2 separate regions of the Anas platyrhynchos genome follow, and region 2 is linked to region 1. A link is a contact called in public Hi-C data. All regions are on one chromosome and are shown on one strand. Each heading gives the region's core, a stretch centred on a gene start, on an enhancer-like site or on the middle of the called end of the contact. The rest is flanking DNA. Distances are from core to core; before and after follow the strand shown. Region 1 has its middle 7.8 kb from the start of FGFR2. Region 2 overlaps ATE1 (arginyltransferase 1).

What was found. Hi-C and Micro-C count contacts between places; a contact is called where the count stands out from the background.
Region 2: a Hi-C map of skeletal muscle shows a contact between it and region 1, with 2.4 times the contacts expected there. The contact joins two enhancer-like sites.

Annotation. Positions count from the first base shown.
Region 1 is chr6:36,526,021-36,532,784 of IASCAAS_PekinDuck_T2T, reverse strand. No RefSeq gene overlaps it. Among named protein-coding and RNA genes, the nearest start is that of FGFR2, 7.8 kb to the right of the region's middle. Within about 2 kb of position 3,269, at least 4 of the 8 cell types and tissues checked have an H3K27ac peak or open chromatin away from gene starts, as enhancers often do.
Region 2 is chr6:36,633,963-36,640,726 of IASCAAS_PekinDuck_T2T, reverse strand. All of the region lies in intron 7 of ATE1 (arginyltransferase 1), which reads left to right. Among named protein-coding and RNA genes, the nearest start is that of ATE1, 19 kb to the left of the region's middle. Within about 2 kb of position 2,431, at least 1 of the 8 cell types and tissues checked has an H3K27ac peak or open chromatin away from gene starts, as enhancers often do.

The DNA.
Region 1 (6,764 bases), core at 2,020-4,519:
GCGGCGCGAGGGGGGCGGCAGTAAACAGCCACGGGGACAATGGGGGCTCTGAGGAGGAGGAATGGGTTTGTACCAGGGCTTGCAAGGGTACCTGAAACAACAACGGGGCGATTCAGCGGCGAAAAGGATGAATGAGGGGAGATGAGCAAAGCTGGGCTTGTGCAGGCTGGCACATGACAATGTTATTGGGCCTGTCAGTTGATGCTGGGTGAAGAATGCGGACAGAAAGGGCTTTTAGTCAGCTAAGCTAGCGTAGGATGCTGGTGAGGTTATTTTCTGGTATTTTCTGCCTCTTTCCCCGTTCCCTGAGTCACTCCTCATCTCATTTCATCTGGTTGTGTTCCTGGTTATCAGGCAGCAACACGACCACGGGATTCCTGGCATAGCAGAGCCAGCGGGATCGATACAGCCAGAAATCCCCTGGGTGGCTTCGAGCAGCTTGGGCAGCCTTTGAACACACCAAAAAGTGGGTGGCTGGCCTGGGGCACTCCCAGTGGAGGAAAGGTAATGACAACACCTGAGAAAAAACGCTCCGATGGGGTTCTGTACTCCGAGAAATCGGATCACTGCCTAGGAGCGAGGGTATGCACGGAGAAACCCAGCATCGGGCAGCTGGGCTTGAAGAGGTTGGTTTGTACTCTCGGTGACATTCTTTGTAAAACAGAAATCTTAATGTAAACAGTGGCAGATAAAGGGTTTTTTAAATGGCCCATTGCCATGAAGAAAAAGAGCTAGGCAAGCAAACAAGCAAACGCAGCTGAGAGGATGAATGTCCCATAACTCACAGCGCATTTATTTACTTACTTTGGCATGGGACACAGGTGTGAGCTCGTTCTTTGTTTCTTTCTGCAGGCTTGAAGAAAGCCTGACTGCTCCTTGCTATGCAGGTAAAATTACTTGAGTATTGAAGAATATTCTTTAAAGCTGTACCTTGCCACCTTTTTAATGAAAAGACACATGCCTTGTGGAAAAAGCAGTCCAAGGACCCACTAAAGTTAAATAAATAAAATCTGCAAACCGTTTCATGCAAGGCTCCAACAATGGTTTTCATTTATTCTCCTCACCTCTCCCTGAAATAAACTGAACTTTGAATGTTCGTGGATTACTCTCTCCAGTTTTGCTTCCTGGCATGGATCTTTGCACATTTTCACCTCTCAGGTGTTACAGCTCTCCACGGGCCCCTGACCAGAGCCTGCAGGTTTGTTGCACACTCTCTGCTTGGTTGTATTAGTCATTTATATTTCACATCTTTCAAGGATTTTTTTGTAATACTTTTGACCTTAGCCAGATCAGACTGTTTTACTGAGTTTAACCATAGCTTCTTGGAGAGCATGGGGAGCTGTGAGGGTGAAGAGGGCAGGACAGAGGACGGGCTGGAGGTGCCACCTGAGCACCCATCTGGCAAGGGGCAGGAGGGGGCCTGGGGCATGGAGAGGGGTCCCAGGGACAGACCAAGGCCTCGTGGGCCAGGGAGGTCAGCCAGGAATCATGTTTGGGGACAACAACGGGTGTTTGCTTTGCTTATCCCAGGGGAAATGTCTGAACTCAGTGTGAGGGTGAGGGTAGGCCGAGAGGAAGCTCCAAATGGAGAGATCAAGATTTAGAGGCATAAAAATAAGAGATGCATTGGAAGTGCTCCAGGAGGTAAAAGGCATGAGCTGAGAAGAGCCAGAGGAATATTTTTGAAGAGGACTGGACATGTTCAGCTCCAGGAGAGGCAGTCAGTTTGCAGAACTAAGTCCAGCAGTGGAAAAGCTCCTCCTGGGGCCTTGGAGGTCACACCATGCCCCAGGAGGGCAGGTGCTCAGGCCAGATGGATAACCTGGCTACCTTTCCTGTTGGGTGGATGAAGGGGAGAGAATACTTGGAGACAGTCACCTGTGGAGCCTGAAGAGTGTGGTATCTGATATGTGGAGGCTGGGGAGCAAGGAGAGTGAGGAAGAGCAGACAGCTGCCCTAGGATGGTCCGTGCATCTAGGTAACGATGAGGATAAAACAGAAATTATCTCCTGCTCCTGGACTAATGACCACAGCAGCTGCCAGCTACTCTGCTCCCCTTTTGTGAGTAAATACAGGTGGTGGCATATGGGAATTACTTTTCAAGGCTAATTAGCAGGGTGTTAATTCTCATCAGACACTTAACGTATCAGTGAAATCCAACCCGCACCCCCAATAAATTTGCTTGCCCCACTGATAGCATTCACTATAAATTATTTAATTCCTTCTCAGCTGTTTGAATGCTTGTTTCAGGTTAGGCTTTACAGGGATTTGTTAATTTGTTTCTGGTACTGCCAGAATGCATTAGGGCCATTTCCAGCTAGAAGGAGACATGCTTCCTGCTCCCCAGGCTGTAACGTGAAGGTAAGAGATTAAGAGAGAAACTTGAGAAAGAGTCAGGGCAGTGTGCTAACACATCTTTGGTTTGATGATACAAGGTGTTTGGGAGATTTCTAGCATGAGGACAAGCCTGTGTTTGAAAGGGTTTGTGCTTTGAGGACCTGATTCAGGTCTCACTTGGGTGAATCAGAGCAGTATGGAGCCCGAGCCAGGCGGGAGATGTCTGCTGCTGTCTGAAGGAGAGGGAAAACCATAGCAGCAGGAAAACAAACTCCCTGTGCTAAGGGGAGAGAAGGCAAAAAAAGGGGACAACAACAAGGACTACAAGTGGGCAGGAGCTGGGCTGGGAGGCCAGGGGAGGGTGGCCTGTCCCAGGCAAGCACAAGAGGGGTGAGGTGTCCCCACCAGCTCTGTAAGGAAAACAACAATCGGGGAAAATCTTCGTTAGAGCTGACTCAAACGTTTTTGCCCTATCTTAAATCAGAATGTTTGCTTTCACCGCTGATGATTTCTTTCTGGCTGCTGCACCTCTGCTGAAATTTTTGTGGCACAGATGGTTCCCTGGTAATTTGCGTGCACATCCTTTCAGAAATATGTTCCTCCAGGAGAGCTTTCCTCTCAGCGACACCTGTGTGATGTGGGTATTAATTAGAGAGAGCAATAAAGAAGTGGGCTGACAGGTGAAAACCCTTCTCTTGATCTCCCTGTGCTTATCTTTAATGCTTTTAAGCTTACTGGTATCAAAATAATTAATTAAGGTGGCATTTCTGCGGTGAGATGAGTGCTCCTTTGGCTTGCAGCTCTGTGCAGCTGCTCGGCTGACATATGAGCAGGCATTTCTGCGCAGCGCCGATGTGGCACGCTGCAGTCCTGGCCACCGAGAGTAGGAGTTTATTTTGGAAACTGCTAATGGCTTTGTTTGCACGTTTATTCCTTTCGTTGCTGTGACCTTTGTTCGCATTACTACGATAAGGAGCTCTTCTGGAGGAGGGCAGGCCTAGCGCTTTGGACACCCAGGGGCCTTTGGAAAAGCCTTCGGCCCAGCTACTCGGAGGGAGGCACGGTGCCGCTCGCAGCTGGACTCCACAGGCTGGATAATGTTTGCTAGGGTAAATATTTAGAAATTAGGCATAGGAATTCAGGAGTACAAACAGACGAATGTATATAGTTATGGAAGGCGCTGTATCGCTCATTTTGAGGACTCAGTTTTGGAGGCATCTCCAGCCATGCCAGGACTACTGCGAGCTGATTTCCCAAGGAGCAGAGGGTTTCAGATGAGGGGTGTGTGCCTCTCCCCCATCTTCTCTGTGGAAAGTGTCAGGCTGTCAGATGTCAGAAAAGGGGCTTTTGGTTTCCAAAAGAGGGAATAGCGAACCACCCTGAAGAAAGAGCAGCAGCAGACCTTACAAAGTGTTCCTATGTCTTCAGACCATCTTTTAAACATAGCTGGAAAAAAAAAAAATAGACGTTTAAATATTACTTTTTACATAGGAAACAGACTATAACTTGTGCTTGGTCTTTATTTTGGCACTGGGACTGCATATAGACCATGTCATATTGCCTTCATAAATTAATCCAAAACAATTAGCTGTAATTTACTTTCAAATGTTGGTAACTCCAGTTTCCATACATGTCCCCAGCTTCTATTAGTAGGAGAAGTCTAGTTGTGCAAACTGCAGTTTATGAGAGGAAAAACTGAATTATGAAGACATTTTTACTGAGAGTCTGTGTTGTGTTTTGTTTGTTTGCTTTCTTGGTCAAATAAGTAGCATGAAACTGGTCATTTAAAAATAAAACGGAACAGAAAAACACAAACAAACAAAGGAAGAACAGCGCTTGTTGCTTTTTTCAGTGTCCTTCTCGGATTGTGCATGTAATAACTAGGCATATTTCCATAGCTGCCATTCTCGAGTGAACAAAGCTTGTTATTAGATGTCTAGTCTAGTTTGTCTGATTTAAATTGCAGTCGGGGGGATGAGTGCATGCTTGACATTTCTGCAGTAAACTCTCTAAAGCAATGCCAGCCCAGGCTCTGCTATGGGAAACTAGTAAAATTCATTCAGTATGTTCACGAGCAACAACACCAACTTTTAATAAACTTAGAAGGCATATAATTACTTTTGGCCACATATGCTCGATTTTTCTACTTTTTGAGTATTAAAAAAAAAGTGTAGGTTTTCTTAGATATGGAAAAAGTACAAGCAAAATCCCTATTTGTTTTACACAACTGGTTCTGTTTATGTTGCCCACATTGAGCATGATGTACCCTCGTATGGGAGGGGAATCTTGTTTACAGCTGTAGCTGAGAGCCATTAACAGGATGGAGGAAAAAGTGAAGAAGTTGCCTAATGAGTAAGTAATGAGAACTGGAGAGAGAGCAGGAACAGTGACTTTAGCTCAGTTCCGTGAACGCTGGAAGTACTTTACATCCCTGAGATGATCCCCACTGAACAAATAATGTGGGCATATATTTCAGTTTTATTAGGTTCAATGGGGCTTACACATTTTCAATAACAATGTATAATAAACATTTGGCTAAGCTGGGGCTCCAGCTTTTGTTTTTAAATTATGGATAATGGTATTTGTCCAGCTTGTCTTGATACTTACATATAAAAATACTCTCTGTCTTCCAAGTATCATTAGCCATGCTTAAATATGCGACAGAAATAGCCAAAGGGTATTTCTCCCTCTTGGATTCCCTGGAGATGCCTGACTCATGTGGCTGATGATCTGCCACCATTGCTGGTGCTTCTGAGTGTATCAGCTTAAAGCACGGTGCTCCTTAAAACATCTCCCACCTGCCTTCTCATTTGAGCTGGGAGATCTGCACACCAAGGATGGTGCATTTCCAGGACTCAATCTCTAGTCCACCTGGCAGGTGGCTGTTGGGGCAGAGGAACAGAAGCAGCTCCCTCCTGGGGCATTTGCACTTTTGACGTGCTGTGTGTTTCTTTATTCCCCACGACCAAAATGCACAGGAGAGAAAAGGCAGTTACCACGTTCCTGTACAAGCCAGATAGCCCAGGCGTCGTTTGTGTGTTTCTTATGGAAATAATTCCATTCAGTGAATCTTTGTGGATGCCCACGTATCTCCCTCCTTTACTGCTGGCTCTGCGGAGCCCTGCCCAGGTTCCCTCCAACAAGGTGCCTCAAAGTCCTGAGGATGCTCCAAGTCCCACACAGCAGCTACAAGTTCAGCCAAGACCGATGTGGCTGGAGACATCCTGGCTCTGCCTCTTTCCAGCAGCAGCAGGAAGTGGTTTCAAAGATCCTACTTTGGGTCCGTGCCACCGAAATGGGGATATTTTTCTGGTAAATAAAGAATGCGTGCAGTTTACTTTACCTTGGTAAACACAGTGGGGGTGTATGTGTAAGCCTGACGCTAGCGCAGAGTTCATGGCTTCGAGAGGCTGGTCTGGAAGCCAGGGAGCTACCAGCAACCACAGCCTGGTTTTAGGGTTTTGTAAGCAAAAAAAAAAAAAGGCAGTATCGATGCCATTAAGGGTGATGGAGCAGCACTATGAGCAGGATCTTCTGTGAAAGGACAGCCTGGAGGGGCACAGAGCCCTGCCAGGCTGCTGAATGTTAAGTCCTGATATATGAAATAATATGGGTAATCAATAAAAACTATAGGTGAGGTAGAGTATGGCAGTGGTGAAGTGGCACTGGTAGATGATGCAACTCATCTGTGGCACTGTAGTGTATGTAAAATAACAAGGAATCCACGTGTTTTCCCCAAACTGTGGAAGCAGTTGAGTAGCTAGGAGCATCCATAAAGCCATTTCTGCATTAAAGCCTGGATCGTGAATGCAGCATGTAACCGAGCTGCTTTCACTTCAGGAATGAGAGCAAGATGTTGCAGATCCCTAGAGCACAGGCAGAGGACCGGGGCCCGGTCCCTCTTGGTTGTTTGCCTGGTGGCTGGCAGCCATTGCCTGGATCTTCCTAGATAACTAGGTTGAGTCCCAAATACATGCCCCTAATCAATTCGTTATGGAAAAGAGACCAAGCACTTCATGCATACAGATGACTTTTTTTTCTTCATTGCTGTAAATTCATTTTTCCTTCACAAAATCCCCACTTTGGGACGTCTGTGATGTCTTTAAAGTATCTTTTTTTAAGAGAGAGCTTCAAGGTTAACACCTGCCCGTAGCAGTTTTTCTTAAAACTCCACATCAGACGGAGTAACTAACATTTTGCTCTTTATTAGTTTGCTGTCTGGGGGAAGCTTTACTAATTTTTTTCCGAAGATGAACAGGTCATCCAAACAGATGTTAATACGAGGATGAGGCCTTCTGTAAACACAACTCTGTTTAACATTTCCACTCCCAAGCGCTTCTCAGCACTGCTGCATCTCTCAAACCTTCCCTGTGGGGTCCCAAATAGCTCGTGGCTTTGGGGTGTTTCACACCCTGCCCTGGCATTCC
Region 2 (6,764 bases), core at 1,182-3,681, 110 kb before region 1:
TTCTTCCTTTTCCCTGGCATCATGTTTGTGCAGGCTTAGTACAATATTCCAGGGGAGACAGGAGCTTCTCTGAATCTTCTAGTAAGTGTAAAAACTCAGTCTGGTGCTGGTGGGTTTTAACGCAGATCCTTCTAAAACACTAGAAATTGTGTTAGGTGTGTTCATCTGACTGTCTGGTTAAGAAGGTCTTGCTGTTGACAGTTATCAGGCACCAAAGCTCAGTCACCTCAATCAAAAGCATTTTGTAATTGATCCCTGGAGGAAGTAAAGTGAAGAATACATTACACAAAATGTATTTTTGTATAGGTTAGAAGCCGTAATACTGAATCTTTGTAGGAGGAGAATTACTGGAGTCTCTTTTAAGAACAGAAGATAGTAAGTAGGGTAAAACTGGTCCAAGTTTTTTAGAAGGACAGTGGAAAGTACTGTTTGAAAGACCTCAAATCTTTTCTTCCTCTTTTTCAGACTTTGTAATATATCATACAGACATTATGGAGCCAAGTAATTTTTTAAGTAAAGGTAGAATGAAATTCTGTCCTATACACAGGGCTTTTTTCAGGGCAGTAGCAAGTCTGCTTTGGGTTTTAAACTGGCAAACATCCAGGAATTTTTTGGATCTAAAATTAAATCTATCTTTTAATCTGTGCAAGCTAATATAACTGTGTGTGGCTGATGAACCTCCTTCGCTGATAAGCCTCCATTTCAGGGAGAGTCCTGCACACTTTCGTGTTTGGAAAGCTTCTAGTTTAGGAAAAGTATTTAATTTACATTTGGCTGAACACTTCACATTCAGAAACCTGCCTGTATTTAAATTCATAATCCAACAAAAATTATTGTGGGTCATATTAACAAGTTCTTTTTGGAATATATTATTAAATTGTTGGCATTGCACTATACTGTCTGCCTGTATGATCTACTAGACCAGCTTTAATATTAACAGTATTACATTAAAAGGCAATTTTAGGAATAGACTTATAATTCTGGTGATTTGAAAATAACACTAATGTGGAAAGTTATAAAAAAAAAAGTCACAATATTAACATAAGGTACGTGAACTGTGAAGATGATTATTGCTCAATGAATGTGAAAGAAGGCCCTCTTTTTGCACCTATGCAATGTGTATACATCTTTTGATCGAGATATTTATGTGATGGAGGGGACTTCAGTACCGGCAATGCATGGAAGGCTTAATGCCAAAACTTACTTAGAACTTTTAGGCACTCTCTGCTTAGTGCCATGCTGACACCATTGGTAACTGATGTTTCGGTGCCTTCAGGCCAGTGGGTCTTTTGGGATTTTCCTTTCACCTCCTGACTTCCACTGCTTTGGAATCTCTGATGGAGAGCACAGTTGTAAGCTCATGGGTGCCACATTGTGCCTCTCTTTTTTTTTTTCCTTCCTTGCTGCTACTGCCACTGATTTGACCCTTGATGGATAATAGCTGGGATTTTTTTTTTTTCATTTGTTATTTTAGAATTACTTGTGTATGAGTTATTAATGCACATTTTGAAAAAAATACATTGGTAAAGCTTTTATGTTGAAAGTCTAAATATTTGGGAATCAGAAAACCTCTCTTGGGGTTTGTTACTCCAAGTTTCACTGTCAGCTTAACAAGCCCTTAACAAACCCCCTGCATTCTTCATTTTAATTTAACCCGTGGTCTCTTCAAACCACAGCTTGCTGTGTGTTTATGGTCTTTGAGCTTGTATATGTGTGACAGAATAAGTGAAGATCTTCTGCTTAAGGACGTACAGGAGTTTATTAAGTGCTAAGTGAAATACTAGAAAACAAACTTTTCTTGTAGAAAAGGTCCCATCTTTTTTTTTTTTTTCAATGCAGTTTATTTTTGATGAGCATAGGATTCATTTATTAGTTCTGGTTCATCGAAGTGGATATTTTCTGGAAATTCACAGCTACAGCAGTTCTAAGATGGAATTCCACTTGTGACTAAAGCCCTGTACATTATATATTCTGTTCCTTTAGCTATTAAAATATAGTCAGGTTCTGACGCCAGTTTACCTTAGTAAATTAAAAAAAAAAGCTGAAAAGTTCAACTTTCTGTAGCAAAAGAAATAAATAAAAGCAATTTGCAGTTGTGCTTTTACATGTTTAAAGATAAGTAATTCTGCTACAGTATCTGATTTAGCATCCTTTAGTCTTGTCCATGGCTTTCTATCACTGAAAATATATCTCCTTTAAAAATATATTGCTTTTTCTCCCCTTTATTCCTCTACTCAGTTACTGTTTTTTTCCAGTTTTCTCATTCTTTAGTGATGTTTTGAAGACAGTGGTTTTCTTAACTTTCTGGCAGCATTTCTTAGCACAGCTTGTATTGATACAGGGCTATCTACTTCTTATTTCTGAACCTCTCTTTCTTCTTGCAATTTAATCTTTGTGCAATGTACTTTTTCCAAAGCTGAACTATTATATCTTCAGTAACTCCTCGCTTGCTGTCTGTATTTAACTTTGGCCAGTCATACTCTGCTGGATAATTTGGCTATCAAACAGCGTTTTGTCCCTTGTGTTAATTTAAGCCGAACTTGGAAAATGGTACTTGTTTTACCACTCTGATAATCTAGTTTAAGGCATTGAATAACTTCTGGTGGTGCAGGGTTTTGCAGAATCATGTATTTTCAATGTTTTGGCAAAAGCCTTGTTTGTTTATTCTTTATCTGGAGTCGTGCTTACCCTAAGGTGGTCTTTGGCTGCTAGCCTGGCGTAATGCAAGTGCTTGATAGTAATCTTGCAATCTGTTTTAAAGCTTGATAATGGGGGGTGGGAGAGACAATGTGAGAATTTCTTTTGGGCCTGTTGGTTTGGACGTGCTCGGTGTGATCAGGTTTCTGTGAGGAGGCTTCAGTAAAATTGGGCCACGAGTATTGCTGCTGACATGTTTACAGTCACTGCTCACACAAATGTTGAGGTACAAGTCTGCATTTATACGCACTAAGCATAGTTTATTACATTCAGGTTGAGTATCACAGCGTTGGTGTGCAAGAAGAGCAGTTCGGGTGAATGCATCTACCAGAGTGTGTAGGCCTCAAATTTTTGTTTGAGCTTTTGCTGGAGAGAGGCAGCCCTGAGCCCTCACAGATCCAGTGGCTTCTGTCAGAGCTAACCAAAGGGAGTGTAGAAATGGAGTAGCGGTGTTAAACCTGCACCAGGTCCCAGTGGTGCTCTGGCCCCTGAGGTGAGGAGTACCCGCCATTGCTGTGGGGGTATCGTCGCCATCCTCAGTGCTGAGTAGATACTGTGGTAAAGTAGGAGTAAGTTTGTGATCAGCCAAGTAAGATCGTATTCTAGGAACGGTTTTAAGCATCTCCTTACTGGTGTAATCATAAATAACTTAGCATGTGAGTGAAAATGTTTCAAATCTCTTTTTGTCTTGACGTAAAAGCTGCAACTTTTTTTTGGTATAGGCTTTTCAGCTACTGATTATCCTCTCTTGTCTTTTTTTGGTGTCTGGTATAAATCAAACTTCTCTTGAAAACCTTCTGAAAACCCTCAAAACCCTTTAGTCAGCCTCAGAACTGGCCTGCTTGTCCCTGTGCTTCGGAGGGCAGTCAGCTGCTGGTGGCCAGCAAAGTAGGAGGCGCCTGACAGCACTTGTGTTAGCATGGTTTTATTGAATGGGTTGGTGTCCTGAGGAGAAACACAGCAAACCACTCTCTAATTAAAAGTTGCTCTTAAATAGTGCTGTGGAAGAGCTGATTTTTCAGTTTTTCCTCTGTGGGAACACAAAGCCGTATTATGCTGCTATGTAAATGCAGTTATCTGCTTTCTGAGTAATATATTGTTATCTTTAAATGAGTCGTTGGGGAAATCTGAAGAATTAGGGGAAACCCCAACAGGTTATTAAGTGGGAAAGTATTAATAGCTGAATGAATTAAGATACAGGCATGGAAAATAGATGTATTGCCTACTGAACAAGTTTATCCAAGGCTACTCTTGGATTAACCAAGCCCAAGAAGTGCTCGGCTTTGGAAGAGGTGAAAATGTGCAAGGGAAGAACCTGTGCTAGTGTTTGTCACATTCTCTGCACTTCCTCTGGCCTTTTTTCTTTTTGGAAGTAGTGCGCACAGATCTCTTTCTCTGGTCCAAGATGATAGTTCTTGTGCACTGTTCAAATACAGCCCTTGTTTGCCAGCATTTATTCTTTCTTGATAAAGTAGTGGAAGACTGTATTCATGTTCAATATGTGGATCTGTGTATATAGCTTACAAAAATCCACAATGTAATCAATTGCAAGAATTTATTTACACATCTACAAGTTACATTTATTTTTTTCTGCTTGGGTGGTAGTTTTATTTATATTCTGAAAGATTCGAGCTGTAATGAAGAAAAATTGTGAAAATGTAACCTGGGAAAACCTGAATAAGGGCAACTTCTGTAATGAACAGAGAGGCGATATCAGGCTGAGCATCCTTTGGTTAAACAGGCATTGTTTCCCTGTATTTCAGTGCAGGATCAGTTGGAACACAAAGCTGATCAGCAGATCAAGAGTACCATGATTGTTCAAATAAAATTTATGAATGACACTTTGTCCCCTCTTTTGTTTTGTTTTGTGTTTTTTTTCAATTGTCAGAAGAAATACAATGAGTCTTTATAATACAGCTTTGTCTTAATTTCTGCACAGCAAAATGGACAAATGTGGTTTTGTGATCTGGAGGTTTTGGGATGTTGAGCAACTTGCATTTTAATAGCATTTGATTATTTCTCTGGATGACGTAGTAACATGCTCACTATTGGTCTGTAAGAGCAATAGTCTTTATTTAGTAATCATTATAAGACTTTCTGCATATAATACTGCATGCTGCAGTTGATCTGTATTGAAATATCTTTAATTTGTTACAAAGGCACTTCAGTTATTCTTTGTATTTAGAAATCAAGTTTGGATCATCCAAACTTGATGTATTCTCATAAATGCACATGAACTACTTGTTCTTTCATTGATGTTTTTCCAGCGCTTGATCTGTCTGTATTGAATGTGGAGTAGTACATAAAAGAAAAAAGCTGTGATGCTATTGCAAACATTTATTATCAGATATTTATTCCATTAGCAACGTAAGAATAGCTGTATGTTGGCTATTAATTTGTTATAATAATGAATCTTGATTTATGCTTACAGCAGATTTCATCAGCTCTGGCAGCTTCTATTTTCCTTTGGTCCTGGAGTTAAGTCAACTGTTATCCCCAAACAAAGAAGAATTGAAATGCATTTTTCTTTCCAGTGTAGTAGAAATAATTACATTTTTTGTAATTGCTTTTTATATATGCTTTCAATTAGCTGGAGTAGAGAACATGAAAGTAGAATTCTCTGACTTTTCAAATGGTTATTTAAATGATGACAGCTAGCGGATTTGAATGGATAGGCATTTGAATTCCAGGCAGGTTTTTGCTTCAAAGTCCTTGCTAGGACTACAGATGCAGCCACATAACCAATTCTGTGCTTCATGGCACTGTTGTGCTGATACCTGGGTTTTAGCCACTTGAAGAAAACCTGTAAAATAATGCATGGAATAATGTTGTGAGAAGAAGAGTGAACTTTGTCTCCTGCAGCTCCAGAGACAGAAATGCTTTGGGGATGGAATCAAGCGCAGGTGCCCCACGGTGCAGCAGAGGTGGCTTGCTCTACTGGTGTGTCACTGCCTCTTTGCTGGGGCTGCCTCAAGAGAGGAAGAGTATGAGAGTGACCAGTGTTTTATCCTTTAGCTTCATCGAATTACAGCAGAAAAATCTGAAAACAAGACAGAAACCCTAGCTGGGTGCAAAGGCTAGGCTGGCTCTTCAGATGTGAAGCTGGATTTAAGGAAGCTTAGTAGCAGATCTGCTTTGTGAAGACAAATCCTGATTTGCAAACGTTTCAACTCTCGCTTGACAGCAAAATACCTGGGTTTCTGCATAGGAAATGCAGGGGGGGCTTTGCAGAATATAAATCACCTGGAGGATTTCTGTGATCCAACCTGCCCAGCTTCGGGGTGATTAAGAGAAACATTTTGGAACGTTTTGATACCTGCTTGCCCTCAATCTGAGGTGTTAAAATGCATTTCTGGGTATTTAAATGGTAGATGCGGATGTGGAGCTCTGCAGGCAGAGATAGTAAGTAAAATAAATACTGTGAAAATATTTTTCCTGGACCCTTTCATGCCAAGAGAGAAACTGTTTGATTCCAATAATGTACTCATTAATTAATTTGGGCAGAAGAGAGTAGCTCTCCAGCAGTTCATCTCAGTGAAGTGTCCATCTCACCAGACACACTGCATTTCTGACCCAGTCTTGCCCTTTTCTTGAATCTTTCTTGAGGTTGTCAACATAGTATCTGTCTTATATATTATGTATTATATATACATTAGAACATAAATATATACATTGGCTAATTCTGTTCTTTAGCTGTAATCAGTTCTTGTTGAAAAAAATAACGAGTGCTTGTAATTCCAAATGGAGTTTATTTAATAATATATTGCCATGTAAAAACTAAGCATTTTTTCTTCCTGCCTCTTCGCTGGTGAACTGAATGATTGTGATGGGTGGTTTAAAACACTGCTACAATATACCTAGTTCATTAATGTGATTTTTTTTTTTTTTTTTGGTTTTAAGTCTGTTTACAGTAGATTTTGCCTTTAAGAAAAGGGCTGAAGTGTAACCAAAACAAGCTATGTGGCAGCTACACAAGTTAGAATACATTTTCATAAATGATCATAAAAATTCGGCGGTAGTTTCCAGAAAGAGCCAGAGTGAACAGTTTATTGCTGTTGAGGCCTACT